Linked DNA regions of Macaca mulatta: region 1 is linked to region 2. Evidence: chromatin contacts called from public Hi-C data. All regions are on one chromosome and are shown on one strand. The core of a region is the stretch at or near the end of the contact, and the rest is flanking DNA. Distances in the headings are between cores, read along the strand shown.

Region 1 (2,786 bases), core at 160-2,659, 170 kb after region 2:
CCGCTTTGGAGAGTGCAGAGTTGTTATTAATACATGCAGGGACAACAGGCGTCAATCAAGACCATCCAGAGCAAACGGGAGGGGCGGCCACGCTTGCTTTGGGTGAGGGTGGCGGGGGCAGGCCTGGGCGAGGCGGCAGTGCTGGGGCTTGGCCACCAGGTGGCGCGGTGGTCCCGCGCTCGGCGAGGCCGCCCCGCGAGGAGTGGCGGGAGTGGGGCGGGGCCCGCCCACCGGGCCCACGGCCTTCCCAGCAGTCCCAGCGGCCGCCTGCCGAGCCCTCCGCCGGGACGGGGGTCTCCCACGTCCACACGTGCACACCGCAGCCGTGTACACGCTAAGCCTTCACGGCTCTCCAAGAGGCTGCTATTGTGCCCATTTTGTAGATGAGCAAACGGAGACTAGAGCAGGCGAAGTCACTGGCCCACGGTCCGGAGCCAGGAAGAGCAGAGCCCGTTTTAAACTCAGGTCTATCTGAGGCCCTCGCTTCACTCCGAGACCGCGGCTCTATCCTGGCACCGAGCCCTGGAGACTAGTGCACAGGGGACGCGCATCTCAACCCTCAACCCTGCACGGAACCCGGGGTGACACCCGCGCGGCAAGACGCGCAGGGAGGGGGAAGGGAGCCCCCATGCCAGCGCCGCGGGGGCCGCACTGTTCAATGGGGTGCCACGGCCGGGGGGTCTGGCCGAGGCGACCCTCGAGGAGGCCGCTGCGTTCCCGGGGTGGGGTCCTCCCGGGCTCGGCGGCGGGGGTCAGCACGAGAGACCCTTCCGTCCGGCCTCCCGGCCTCCCCGGGCCAGGGCGGGTTGTAACTAGCGGCGTCCACACAGCAGGAAGCCTGGCCGGGCTGCTGTCCGCGCGCTGGGGGACCCAAGTCGGTTCCCTCCTGGAGCCTCCTGAGATGGGCGCATGGCAGAGATGGGCACATGGCAGAGCAGGGCCGCGCCATCCAGGCGGGGACTGTGCCCAGCGCTCCGCTTCCTCCCAAGGCTCCCAGCGGCCCAGGACATCGCACACTTTCCGGCTTCTCTTCTCGCACCTCCCTCTGCCTTCCAAGTGCTCCCGGTGCAGCTCAGCCCTGGCCCCGGCCTGTGCCCGAGCAGGGGTGAGGGAGACCCGCTGAAGGCCCCCTCGCCCAGGGACGCCGCGGCCTCGGCGGGGTGGGGTGGGGTGGGGCGGGCTCGCCACACGGGGTCTGGCCTCGCCGCCTCTCCCCGCTCCCCTACGGCAGCGCCCCCGGCTGTCCCGGCCCCCAGCGTCCCGCCCGCCGCAGACCTTCCGCCTCCTGCGTCTCCTGCACGGAGGGCGGCGCGGGAAGACCCCGGCAGCGTGGCTCGCGCTAGAAGCTCCCCCTCCTCCCAGGCCCTGCCCCGGCTTCCGTCTCGCGAGGGAGGGAGGGGCGTGGCGGGACGGGCGGCGCCGCCCTGCGGCCTCACTTCTGGCAGGGCCCGCACTCGATGATCCCGTTGGCCTCCCGGATGGCCGGCTGGTACACGAACACGGGGTACTCGGTGTCGCACGGCTGCAGCTGGTCCTGCTTCTTTTGTTTGTGGGCTGCGAGCAGAGAAGGGACATCAGGCCGCCAAAGGGGCCTCGGAGGGCATGGCCTGGGGTGACCTCGCCTCAGCCTTCCCAGGGCCAGAGTTCCCCCCAGTCCATCTGCAGGTGGCCCCTCCTCAGGCGGTTCTCGGTACACGTGTGGAGGAGCCGGTGGGGGTGAAGGGAGGGGAAGGCACGGAGAGCGGCTTCACACGGGGAGCGCCGCGGGGCCCTGTGTCTTGGTGGAGGGAAAGCGCTTGCTCTCTGGGAGCCTGGCTCTGGCTGTGAGCTGGGGGCGGTGCACCATCTCCAGGGCTCCTTCCAGCACTCAGATCCGGGGAGGGTCTGAGCGGGGAGCAGAAGCAGTAGGGGCACCAAGGGGTGGTTTGGGGGTACTTAGGCCCACCACCCCTCCCCTCACTGTGGACACACCTAGCGCTGTTCCTGGGCAATCCTGCCCTCCTCTCCCGCATAGCCAGGCCCACCTGAGGGCCTGGGGTGGGGGCAGCCGGGCAGGTGGGCTCCAGGCCTGGGGCTACCAAAGCCCAGAAGGCACAGCCGCCTGGCGCGGGGCTCCTTGGGGGCAGTGCGATTTGCCCTAGCTCCCTGGGACAAGGACAGTGGACTCAACCGAAGGCAGAGGCGAGTGCCTCAGCCCCGCTCTGGGGGACCCAAGTCTGTTTGCTCCTGGAGCCTCCTGAGGTGGGCACATGGCAGAGCAGGGCCCCACCGCACAGGCGAGGACTGTGCCCAGCGCTCCTGTTCCTCCCAAGGCTCTCTGCGTGGCCCTTCTGTTCTCAGGGCCCGGCTGTGGCCCCCAAGGATAGACCTAGAGGTGGGGGCCACAAGTGTGAGCTACCTTTCCAGGCTCATGTGGGGTCCTACAGGAGAGCATGGGTCTCCTCAACTTCCAGACCCAGAAACTTCCAGCCAGAGTTCGAAACCCAGAGCGGACACCGGCTGGCACGCGGAAAACCCTCACTGAGACGAGCAAGCCCACAGCGGCTGGGCTGTGAGTTTTGTCCCCAGGGCTGGGCACAGAGGCCTGACAGCGGCAGGGTTGAGTGGCATCCCCAAGGTCACGCAGTGGAGGGGGCTGCAGCACCTACACCCCGGCCTGGGACTCCAAGTCCAGTGCTCCTTCACTGAGGACACTGACACCTGGGCAGGCCAGGGGGAGGAGCTCCAGGGGACAGGTGCCCCAGAGAAGAGAAATTCTGAGTAGGCAGATTGAGGGGGATCATCCT
Region 2 (2,700 bases), core at 92-2,591:
TGATGGCTGGGATGGAAAATAGACAAGTATTTTAGAACCAGATTAAAAAGAAGAAAAGATTATCCAGGATCTGACGTCTTGACACAGAGTCAATCTTAAGCTCCTTTGCCAGAAGTTTCTCCTGGCCTGCAAGAGCATCTGATAGCTCCTTCTTAGACAGTGGCGACAGCACCCGCGGCTGATGTTGTTCTGCCACTGAAGGGTTTGTAAGCATTTTCCAGATAAAAGCCTGGTGCCTAATCCTGTGACATTCCTGTCTGTCACCAGGCTCAACACACCATTAGATAGAAGTGGAAGAGGAGCTGAGAGGGCTTTTCCAGGGACAAATTGTAGAACTAAAATATTTTTTAAAGCTTTTTTTTTTTTTGGCTTTTTGAGTTAGCAGTCTGGGCTGAAAATTGGCATTTCCCCCTATCGCCTACAAAAGGAGCTTGTGTGTGTGTATATATATATGTTGATATATATATATCAATAGTAAAATATGAAAAACATTGCAGATATTCCTATCTCTACAACATCTTTGAATTAGGGAAAGGATGGAGGGGGTGTTTAAACTGGTGCGCTTCCTCTTGGATTTGTTTTCCTAAAATTCTGCTCCTTGCCCTCCAGAGTCTTGCTCCGACTCTCCTTCCCCAACTCTGTCTGTTTGCCCTGCGAGAGATGCTTATCCGTGCCCTGAGCTGCTAAGCAACAAGGTGCGCAGTTTCCAACCCTTAATGTTTCCTTCTCTCAGCAATGCCAGACGCCTGTCATCCCTCTCTAAACCAAGGACCATTTCCAGAGGAATGTCAGGCTGCAGCTCAGACCCAGGGCATTTGCGCCGGAAGGGTAATTGCAGGCCCCGTCTTTGAAGTGTCTGTGGGAATAGGGTGTCAGTTCCTTTATGTCTTGGACCTGGAGCTGCCCGGCTAAGTGCTGGTGCCTTTCACCTTGGGAAGAGCCTTCCTTTCCTTCCTCCTCTGCTCTCAGCCAACTTTGAGCCCCAAGATGGGAGTGGATAAGTGCTTGTTGTTCTGACTCCTTTCTGGGTGGCCTTGGAGGTTAGTGAGCCTCTCTAGAGCTTCAGTTTTTCCACCATAAAATAGTGGGAATAATTCCGTCCCGGAAAAAACTCAGGAAGACTTTTGACAACAGTCGCATGCACTGATGATGGCTGCGCTGTCTCTTGCACCTGCAGTGGTCTCTGCTTAGCTCTGAATAAAGACACGATCTGGGGGCTCTTGAAAAGAAATCTAAGAGAAACCCTTGAAAAATGAGTCCTGACTCAGTTGGTGACAATGGCTGTGCATAAGAAAATGGTCTGCAGCCGGCTTGCGTTTTCATCCCGCCGTCTGCACGCCTGGGCCTGCTGCCAGGGTTGGTTGCCATGGTGCGTCCGTGTGCTGCCGTTGAAAGCACTTTGTACGCAGCTTTCTGGTCTGCTCTTGCTTTTACGTTTTGATTTGGGATAACTCAAGTTCGCATCTACTCCACGTTGCGATGTTCTGTGACTTCTGGGTTAGACTTGTTTTCGACAAAGTGCTCCCGCAGGCAGGCCCAGCCACTTGCAGTTCCCTTGCACGTTGCCTCACTGTGTCACTCCGCCTCTCCTGGGGGGTCTGGGGGCTGCTAGAGAGGAAGACAAGTGGTCTTGCTTACAAATGGATGGCGTATGGCAAGACTCCTGATGACTCCATGGAGCTAGTGACCACGTGGCAACATGGGGAAAGGGGCCATTTAATTCTCAGGGTATTTGACAAGATCAGGGAGAGTTTTGGGCTAACCAGGGCTATGCCAGGGATTTCTGTGATAGGCTTGTGATACAACTGGATTCTTTTTTCTGACTTGTGCTCCTATCATGCAAAAGCTCGACACATTTTGTTGTTTTGTTGTGTTTTGCTTTGTTTCTAGAGATGGAGTCTTGCCCTGTTGCCCAGGCTGGAGTGCAGTGGCACAGTCATAGCTTGCTGCATCCTCAAATTCCTGGGCTCAAGTGATCCTCCTTCCTTGGCCTCCCCAGTAGCTGGGACTACAGGCACTAGCCACAGTGCCTGGCTGTATTTTGTTGGATATTATTTATTTGTTTGAGGCTTTGATCAAGACGGAGATATCTTTGTTTTCCGATTGTGAAAAGGATGCATTGATTGTAACAGGTTTTGAAGAATGAGAAACTGATAGAGTAGAGAGTGAAAGTGCCTCGGTGCCATCCTCTTGGCTGATAGGAACAGGTTGCCTTGCCTCCCCGGTGTTATTTTCTGTGGCGCCCCTTTCATGTTTTCCCTCTGAGCACCCGAGCACCCTGGAAGGATCTTTGCATGCATTTGAAAAGCTATCTCTCCCCATACCCTACCTGCCCCTCCTGTGTCCGAGGCCTGTGACTACCCCAGCCACCCTCTGGGCCTCTTCTGCCGGGATCCTCCTTTTTACTCCCTTCTTTCTCCTCCCCTAGGCTGTGTATAAGATGGCAGACGTAGCCTGCAAATGCCACGGCGTCTCGGGGTCCTGCAGCCTCAAGACCTGCTGGCTACAGCTGGCCGAGTTCCGCAAGGTGGGGGACCGGCTGAAGGAGAAGTACGACAGTGCGGCCGCCATGCGCGTCACCCGCAAGGGCCGGCTGGAGCTGGTCAACAGCCGCTTCACCCAGCCCACCCCGGAGGACCTGGTCTACGTGGACCCCAGCCCTGACTACTGCCTGCGCAATGAGAGCACGGGCTCCCTGGG

Evidence for each region. A called contact is a pair of places that touch in the nucleus more often than the background predicts.
Region 1: a contact with region 2 is called in a Hi-C map of fetal cortex germinal zone, with 3 times the contacts expected there. The contact joins two enhancer-like sites. A contact is called at or near these places in 7 of 14 Hi-C or Micro-C datasets (CD4 T cells, blood, fetal cortex germinal zone and 3 more).

Annotation. Positions count from the first base shown.
Region 1 is chr11:2,657,017-2,659,802 of T2T-MMU8v2.0, forward strand. CACNA2D4 (calcium voltage-gated channel auxiliary subunit alpha2delta 4) reads right to left here. Exons shown (of 36, transcript XM_077953269.1): 33 at 1,437-1,554. Among named protein-coding and RNA genes, the nearest start is that of LRTM2, 31 kb to the right of the region's middle. Within about 2 kb of position 1,410, at least 22 of the 40 cell types and tissues checked have an H3K27ac peak or open chromatin away from gene starts, as enhancers often do. A contact at or near this core is called in fetal cortex germinal zone, where this site is marked.
Region 2 is chr11:2,488,915-2,491,614 of T2T-MMU8v2.0, forward strand. It overlaps WNT5B (Wnt family member 5B), which reads left to right. Exons shown (of 5, transcript XM_077953265.1): 5 at 2,429-2,700. Among named protein-coding and RNA genes, the nearest start is that of FBXL14, 55 kb to the left of the region's middle. Within about 2 kb of position 1,342, at least 8 of the 40 cell types and tissues checked have an H3K27ac peak or open chromatin away from gene starts, as enhancers often do. A contact at or near this core is called in fetal cortex germinal zone, where this site is marked.